Linked DNA regions of Mus musculus: region 2 is linked to region 1. A link is a contact called in public HiChIP or PLAC-seq data. All regions are on one chromosome and are shown on one strand. The core of a region is the stretch at or near the end of the contact, and the rest is flanking DNA. Distances in the headings are between cores, read along the strand shown.

Region 1 (3,307 bases), core at 276-2,775:
CCTCTGACAGAGGCATCTCACCGGCCCTCTTCCACAGGGTGAGTCTATTTCCCAGTCAAGTATAACGCCAAGATTCAGGAGGGTAGAAAATTGTTCCAGGTTCCTGCAGACAGTGCTTTATTTGTATGCAAAACACAAACACACACACACACACTCGCGCGCGCACACACACACACACACGGATACACAAGCACACACAGACATACAAGTTCACACCAAAGCTGGGCCCCAAGGACACATTTCCTGGGCCCTGCTCACGTGTGGCTTGGAATATCCTTTATGTCTGGATCCTGCACATCCTAAGTTCACAATGAAGCCATCAGGAAGGACTTTGCTATCCCTGTCCAAGGCTCTATTTTCCCAATTGAGGTAGACAAGCAAAAAAAAAAAAAAAAAAAAAAAAAAAACCCTACACAAGGCCAAGGCCACAGACTTAATACTCTTTCCATGTTTCTGGGCTTGCAGCCTAAGTTGGAGGCTCCTGGAGAAGTCACACAGTCTCTCAAGCTTGTGGAGATCCCAGACCATCTGCTCCCTGAGCATCCGCGGACTGTTGGCCATGTGCCGCTCCGGGTCACCTGACTTGCCTCCCCACCAAGCTGCTTGCTTTGCAGAACGTCCTGTTTAATGTTTTATCTCTCCCATTATTGATTCAGCCCCGCACTCCCTGCCCGGTCTGACCAAGTAAGCCAGGAGCGTTTGTGTAATGTCAACTTCATCAAAAATGTAGGAGCTGGTGTTTATTCGTCTGCATAAACCTAGACGGTTTAAGTCGGCGGTTTCAGCGAGCCAGGGAGGACACTGGCAGCCATGGGCTGGTTGCTCTGAAGTGAAGCTGGGTTTCCAAAGATCTGAGAGCGGGGAGCAGCACACCCCAGCCCCTCCGGGTGGGATGAGTTGTTTCGGTGGTGGTGGTGGTGGTGGTGGTGGTGGTAGTTTGTGTGGCTGGGTTTTTGTTCTGTTCTTTTTCTGAGGTGAGGCAGGTTTCACTCTGGGATCTTCCTGCCTCCACTCCCCACAGCCAAGACTGGGGACACCTGTCGCAGATCTAGCTGTATGCTGTGTGCTTCTATTTCCAAGGATTTGGATTTGGGGCTTTTGTTTTGTTTGTTTTGTTTTTTAAGGCCTGTATGTCTATCTATTCAAAGGGGGAAAAAAAAACACAGGCAGGAAGGATCAGCGTTGACGATGCCATCCCAGCCTGCGGTTTCTCCTTTTCTATTTTCTGCGCACCTGAATTAGCTACGTTCTGTTTCTGGTGCAATGCAGAATGGGCATGTCCTTGTGTCCCACTCTCCAAAGAATTAGGCAGAGAACCTCAAAATATTTCCCACTGGACCTCTTCCATCATCCCAGCTGGGAAATTCAGCACCTCTTAGTCCCTGAGTCACCAGAGAACCATGAGACTGTATAGCACTATCTGGCTTGTGGTAAGAGCCAAGAAATCTCATGCAGTGTCCCCAGATGGCCACCAGTGTCCACGCTCCCTCCTGCTGGGAGTATGTGTACCCAGCCCTTTAGGGAAACCAAGCTATGCCAGCCTGGATGTTCTCATACCCATAGAGGTCACACTAGTGTGCACTCTGGCTGTGAAGGCCCAGGAGGCAGGGTGCTAATGGTAACCATGGCAACAAACTCCCCCTCCACCTAAGGAGTTTCCCATCTGATTGGGGGCTTTCTGACAGCCAGGGCACCCCGGTAAGGAGATACATGGGACACAAACAACAACAAAAAAACAGTTGGGCAAAAGCCCCCAAAGTCCCAGCTTTTGACAGCCAGAATCCCAAAGGCCACCAAGCCAGGGAAGGGAAAAGCAGCGGGCAGTGGCCTAGGAAGACCAGTGTACCAACCAGAACAGGCAGACTTCTGGACTGCGCTTCCCTGATTGGTCCTGTTTATAATCTTATTTACATACCAGAAGTCAGCTGATCATGGCCCAGCTGACATGCCATGAACTTGGATGGTCCACGGATGAGCAAGAGGTGAATAGAGCCTGACAGGGGAGGACGAGGAGAATGCCAGAGGCATTGGAAGCTCCTGGAGCCCCAGGCTCCTGTGCCAAGCAGGGAGGGCACTGGGGCTCCAGCCAGCATCCTGGATGCAAACATTGGTACAAATAGGTGAGAGTCGTTCATTCCTGCCTCTCAGACCCCACACTTCAGCTGCAGATGCCAAAGCTGCTCTCACCTTCAAGACCTGCCAGAGACAGGATGCCTGCTGCTCCTGCTGCTCCTCCTCCTCCTCCCGCTGCTCCTCCTGCTGCTGCTCCTCCTCCTCCCGCTGCTCCTCCTGCTGCTGCTCCCCCTGCTCCCGCTGCTCCTCCTGCTGCTTGCTGCTCCCCTTGCTCCTGCTGCTCCTCCTGCTGCTGCTCCCCCTGCTCCCACTGCTCCTCCTGCTGCTTGCTGCTCCCCCTGCTCCCGCTGCTCCTCCTGCTGCTGCTCCCCCTGCTCCCGCTGCTCCCACTGCTCCTCCCGCTGCTCCTCCTGCTGCTGCTCCCCCTGCTCTCGCTGCTCCTGGTTTTCCTCCTGCTCCCGCTGCTCCTGTTGCTCCCTCTGGTGACCCACTTTCTGCAGAGTTGCTCTCAGTTGACACCCCGAATCTCTCTGAGAGCTTCTAAGGGCTGTAACTGTTCTCAGAGGTGTAACGGGCTTTGGGCTAGCATTTCTGGCTACCAAGAGTTCAAACTTGTTCTGTTTAAGTTGGCAGTTCCCACAAGGCTTAAAATTATCTAGTTTAGTGAAGGTTGTTAACCCTGAATCAAGAATAAACACTCCTGAACATTCCGTGTTGTCTAACCACTTCATTTTTGGAAGGAAGGTGGACAAGAACCCCCAATAGAGATAGGAAGGAGATGAACTCTGCCAACCTCTTCAATTCCATCCATGTAGCACCAACTCTGAGCCTTTGACAGGGAGGCTGGCAACCAAGCACATTAAACACTGTCAACACCATTTTTCCAATAAGGAATCTGAGGCTCAGAGAGGTCAAGCCACTCACTAAACATCACACAGCCAGGACACTTGGGGAGCAGCAAGCTGACTCCAGCTCCTACATTCTGACACTGCCTCCCTCTCTCTAGCTGGGTTTTCAGGGGCAGGGCATCACTGTAGAAGGCCCACTTAGTGGCCTAAGGATGACAGCCTGCTCTGGACACCCAGAAGGTGTTGTGTGAGACTTCTGGGGAAATGTGAACATCTACTCACCCCAGAGAGAGTATGGCAGACAGAGGATTTCCCCTAAAGTCCAGCTTGGTGACTATGAGTTCTTACTCGGGTGACTTACAGGAGTAAAGACAAGGGGATACTCA
Region 2 (3,307 bases), core at 452-2,951, 670 kb before region 1:
ACATAAAATAAATAAATCTTTAAAATAAAATAAAACAATTCCAGCCAGGACAGGAGATGGCTCAGATGTAAAGTCCTTGCCCAGCAACTGTAAGGACATGAGATTAGATTCCCAGGATTCAGGTAAAATGCCAATATGGTGTGTGTGTGTGTGTGTGTGTGTGTGTGTGTGTGTGTGTGTGTACACGCAGTGAAATGCCTCAGCACCTAACAGCATTTGCCAAGCAAACCTGACAGCCTGCATTTGAGCCTCAGAAACCGTGTAAAGATAGGAGAGAATTGACTCCTGACAGTGTCCTGTGACTTCCCACACCTGCATGTGCGCATGCGTACACACACACACACACACACACACACACACACACCAGCAGATGGGTCCACAGAAGGTTGAGGACTAGCTAGCCTGGCCTCTGAAGTTCCAGGTCAATGAGAGACACAGTCTCAAAAGGTAGAAGGCCCCTGAGGACAACGGCCAAGGTTGTCGTCTGACCCCTACACTCTCTGTGCGAACTCTCCACCAATAGACACAGAGAAACGATTATTCTGGCTGTAGCGGTCACTTTACTTTTAGGACTCTGACAGGCTAGGGGTGGGGCTCAGTAACAGGGGGGGTGCCTCATATGCATAAGGCCCTGGGTTCCACTCCTAGCACTGGGTGTGGGGAGGTGGGATGGGAAAGGCTCATAATGGTTTGACAAACAAACCAACAAACAAAATAGTGTCTGTGTCCTAGAAGTTTGAAAAACAAGCAAAAATTTAGTGTCTGTGTTCCACTTTGCCCCAGTGACCCCCCCCCCATCTTTTTGTCTGTGCTGGAGACTGAACCCAGGCATCCACAATACACGTTTGACCACAGATCTTTGGCCCAGCCTTGAGTCAGAACCTTTGTAATGGGCCCAAGGTCTGTTTTATTTGCTCTTAGACGTTCTCCAGCTCTGGAGCTGGGGACCCCTTTGATGGGTGTGGGGGGTGGGGGATGGGAGGTGGGAGGTGAGAGTGTGGGTGGGGTAGAGGATGGGTTAGCCGAACACACGGAGACTAGGGTGTGATGCAGGCTGAGGGTCCCCACATAGGGACTTCGCAAAGCAGCTGCTGCCACTTGTGGGTCTGTGGCAACCGTGCACCTGCTTCTCGTCAGGTGTCTCATCCCTCCAGCCAAGGCTGAGTCAGCTTGTCCTTGAAGAACCAGGTGGAAGAAGAAAGGAAGAAACCTTGAAGAGAGGAAGAAACCTTCTGTCAGTGGAGACCACTGAGGTATACAGGGGTGCAGGGACTTGGCCAAGGCCCCAGCCTTTAAGAAGACAAATCTAGTCTGGGTCTCTGCTGTAATTCTAGCACCGAGCTGAGACACGGACAGAGAAAAGCACTCTGTGTAAAGATCCCCCTGACGGTCCTCGTGGCCTTCTCTCTCTCCCTCTGTCATTGCTTCACGAGGGGGATATTGGGATATTGGTCTGGTTTCTAGAGGTTGAGTCCTGGGCGGGGCAGGCTCCAGGGTTGCTGAAAGCTGTCTGGCGTCCCCACCTGGGAGAGGGTCCCTGGTGAACACACTGCTTAGTTTCGGTCCCAGGTCCCTGCATGCTCTGTAGCCCTGCCCTGTCAGCTGAGAGGGTGGAAAGGAGGCACCCAGCCGCTCCCAGCTCTGGGCTGGGCCATGGAGCTGGCCAGCACCTGCTCAGAGCCTCTCCCACCTCTGTGGTAGCACCCACTTCCTTCCCCCCTCACTCCTCTGATTGGCCAAGGGGATCTCTAGAGGAACCTGAGAAAGCCTGAGTCAGGTTCCTGCCCTGGGGGTTCCCTCCCTGTCTCTGTGTTCTGGGTTGGCTGCCTTTTCCTTAGGGGAAGTGACTATAGGCACACAGTCCTTAGTAGCCCAACTGTGCTGACTGTAGCTTGTCTCTCCCACTGCAGTCCCTACCCTGGAGGAAGAGAGAAGAGCTTTGTAGCCCTGACGATGGCGCTGGTCCCTAAGCAGGAAAGAGCCTGACCCCTCCCCAGCTGGAACCCAGAGCTGACTCAGGAGAGGTTTGTAGACCTGGAAGCCAGGGCAGAGAGCCAACAGCTGGCTTTGACAGTGTGCAAAGAGCCAAGTGTCCTGAGGGTGTGGCATGCTCACCCCTGCCCTCCTCCCTGCCACAGGATGCTCCTCCTCCTCCTCAGTCAGCTCCACACTCCTTCCAGGAAGCCCTCTCAGATTGACCCTACCACCCTGCTCGCCCTATCCTCTGTGAAGCAAGAGGAAGAGAGGACCCTGAGAAAATGAGCATAAGAGTGAACGACTTCTAGATACTAATGCGGGGCAGAAGGGCTCTCAAGTCCTTGCTCATAGCATTGGGCTCCTCTTTGTGGGTAATTCCCTCCCCATGCATGAGTCAGACATACATACATGCACACACACGTACACACATGTGTGTAAACATACACAGACCCACACATATATACACATACATACATGTGCGTACACACACATAATGCACACACTCATGTGCACACACACACATATATATACACACATACACATGTGCATGCACACATACACACACATATAAGCACATGTGCGTACACATGTACACACCCACATATATATGCACATACATACATACATGTGCAGGCACACATACACATACAAACATGCACACACAAACTCATGTACACACAGACACACACACACACATACATGTGTGCGTGCTCACACAAGGACACACACAGAGACACCTCTATCATTATATTTTAGATTTGAACAGATATTTCCAAAGTATGTTTTGGAAGTAACTCTGCATTCACAGTTACCCAGCTGCAAAGCAACCCACTAGGGCCATGAGACGCCTGTGGTCATAGATTTGGCAGCCTAGGATCTTGGGCTCAATCAAGTCCCTATGCTGCAGGCCTTCTCAGAACCTTTAGTGGTAAATAGACTTCCCAATTTCCCAGCACCTGCAGTTTTCCAAATGTACATGGCCTTAGAATTGTGTATCTTGGCTGGGCGTTGGTGGCACATGCCTTTAATCCCAGCACTTGGGAGGCAGAGGCAGGCGGATTTCTGAGTTCAAGGCCAGCCTGGTCTACAAAGTGAGTTCCAGGACAGCCAGGGCTACACAGAGAAACCCTGTCACCAAAAAAAAAAAAAGAATTATTTATCTTATTTTTTTTTTTGAGATGATCTTGTTGTGTAGCCCAGGCTAGTCTCAACCTCAGTATCCTCCCCCACCCCACCCCACGTCCCCAGCGCTGGCATTATAGATGTTCACCACAGCAGCTGGTGCTCTCGCTTTGTTTTTGATAATAAGATGGCTCATGGTGGGCCTAGC

The links. HiChIP or PLAC-seq counts read pairs in DNA pulled down with a chosen protein or histone mark.
Region 2: a contact with region 1 is called in an HNF4G HiChIP or PLAC-seq map of pancreatic cancer cells. The contact joins two enhancer-like sites. A contact is called at or near these places in 1 of 15 datasets of contacts at CTCF or cohesin (large pre-B cells) and 1 of 115 datasets of contacts at active chromatin or transcription factors (pancreatic cancer cells).

Annotation. Positions count from the first base shown.
Region 1 is chr4:134,992,534-134,995,840 of GRCm38.p6, reverse strand. No RefSeq gene overlaps it. Among named protein-coding and RNA genes, the nearest start is that of Gm42327, 57 kb to the left of the region's middle. Within about 2 kb of position 1,525, at least 25 of the 459 cell types and tissues checked have an H3K27ac peak or open chromatin away from gene starts, as enhancers often do. A contact at or near this core is called in pancreatic cancer cells, where this site is marked.
Region 2 is chr4:135,660,000-135,663,306 of GRCm38.p6, reverse strand. No RefSeq gene overlaps it. Among named protein-coding and RNA genes, the nearest start is that of Gm30941, 7.7 kb to the right of the region's middle. Within about 2 kb of position 1,701, at least 69 of the 459 cell types and tissues checked have an H3K27ac peak or open chromatin away from gene starts, as enhancers often do. A contact at or near this core is called in pancreatic cancer cells, where this site is marked.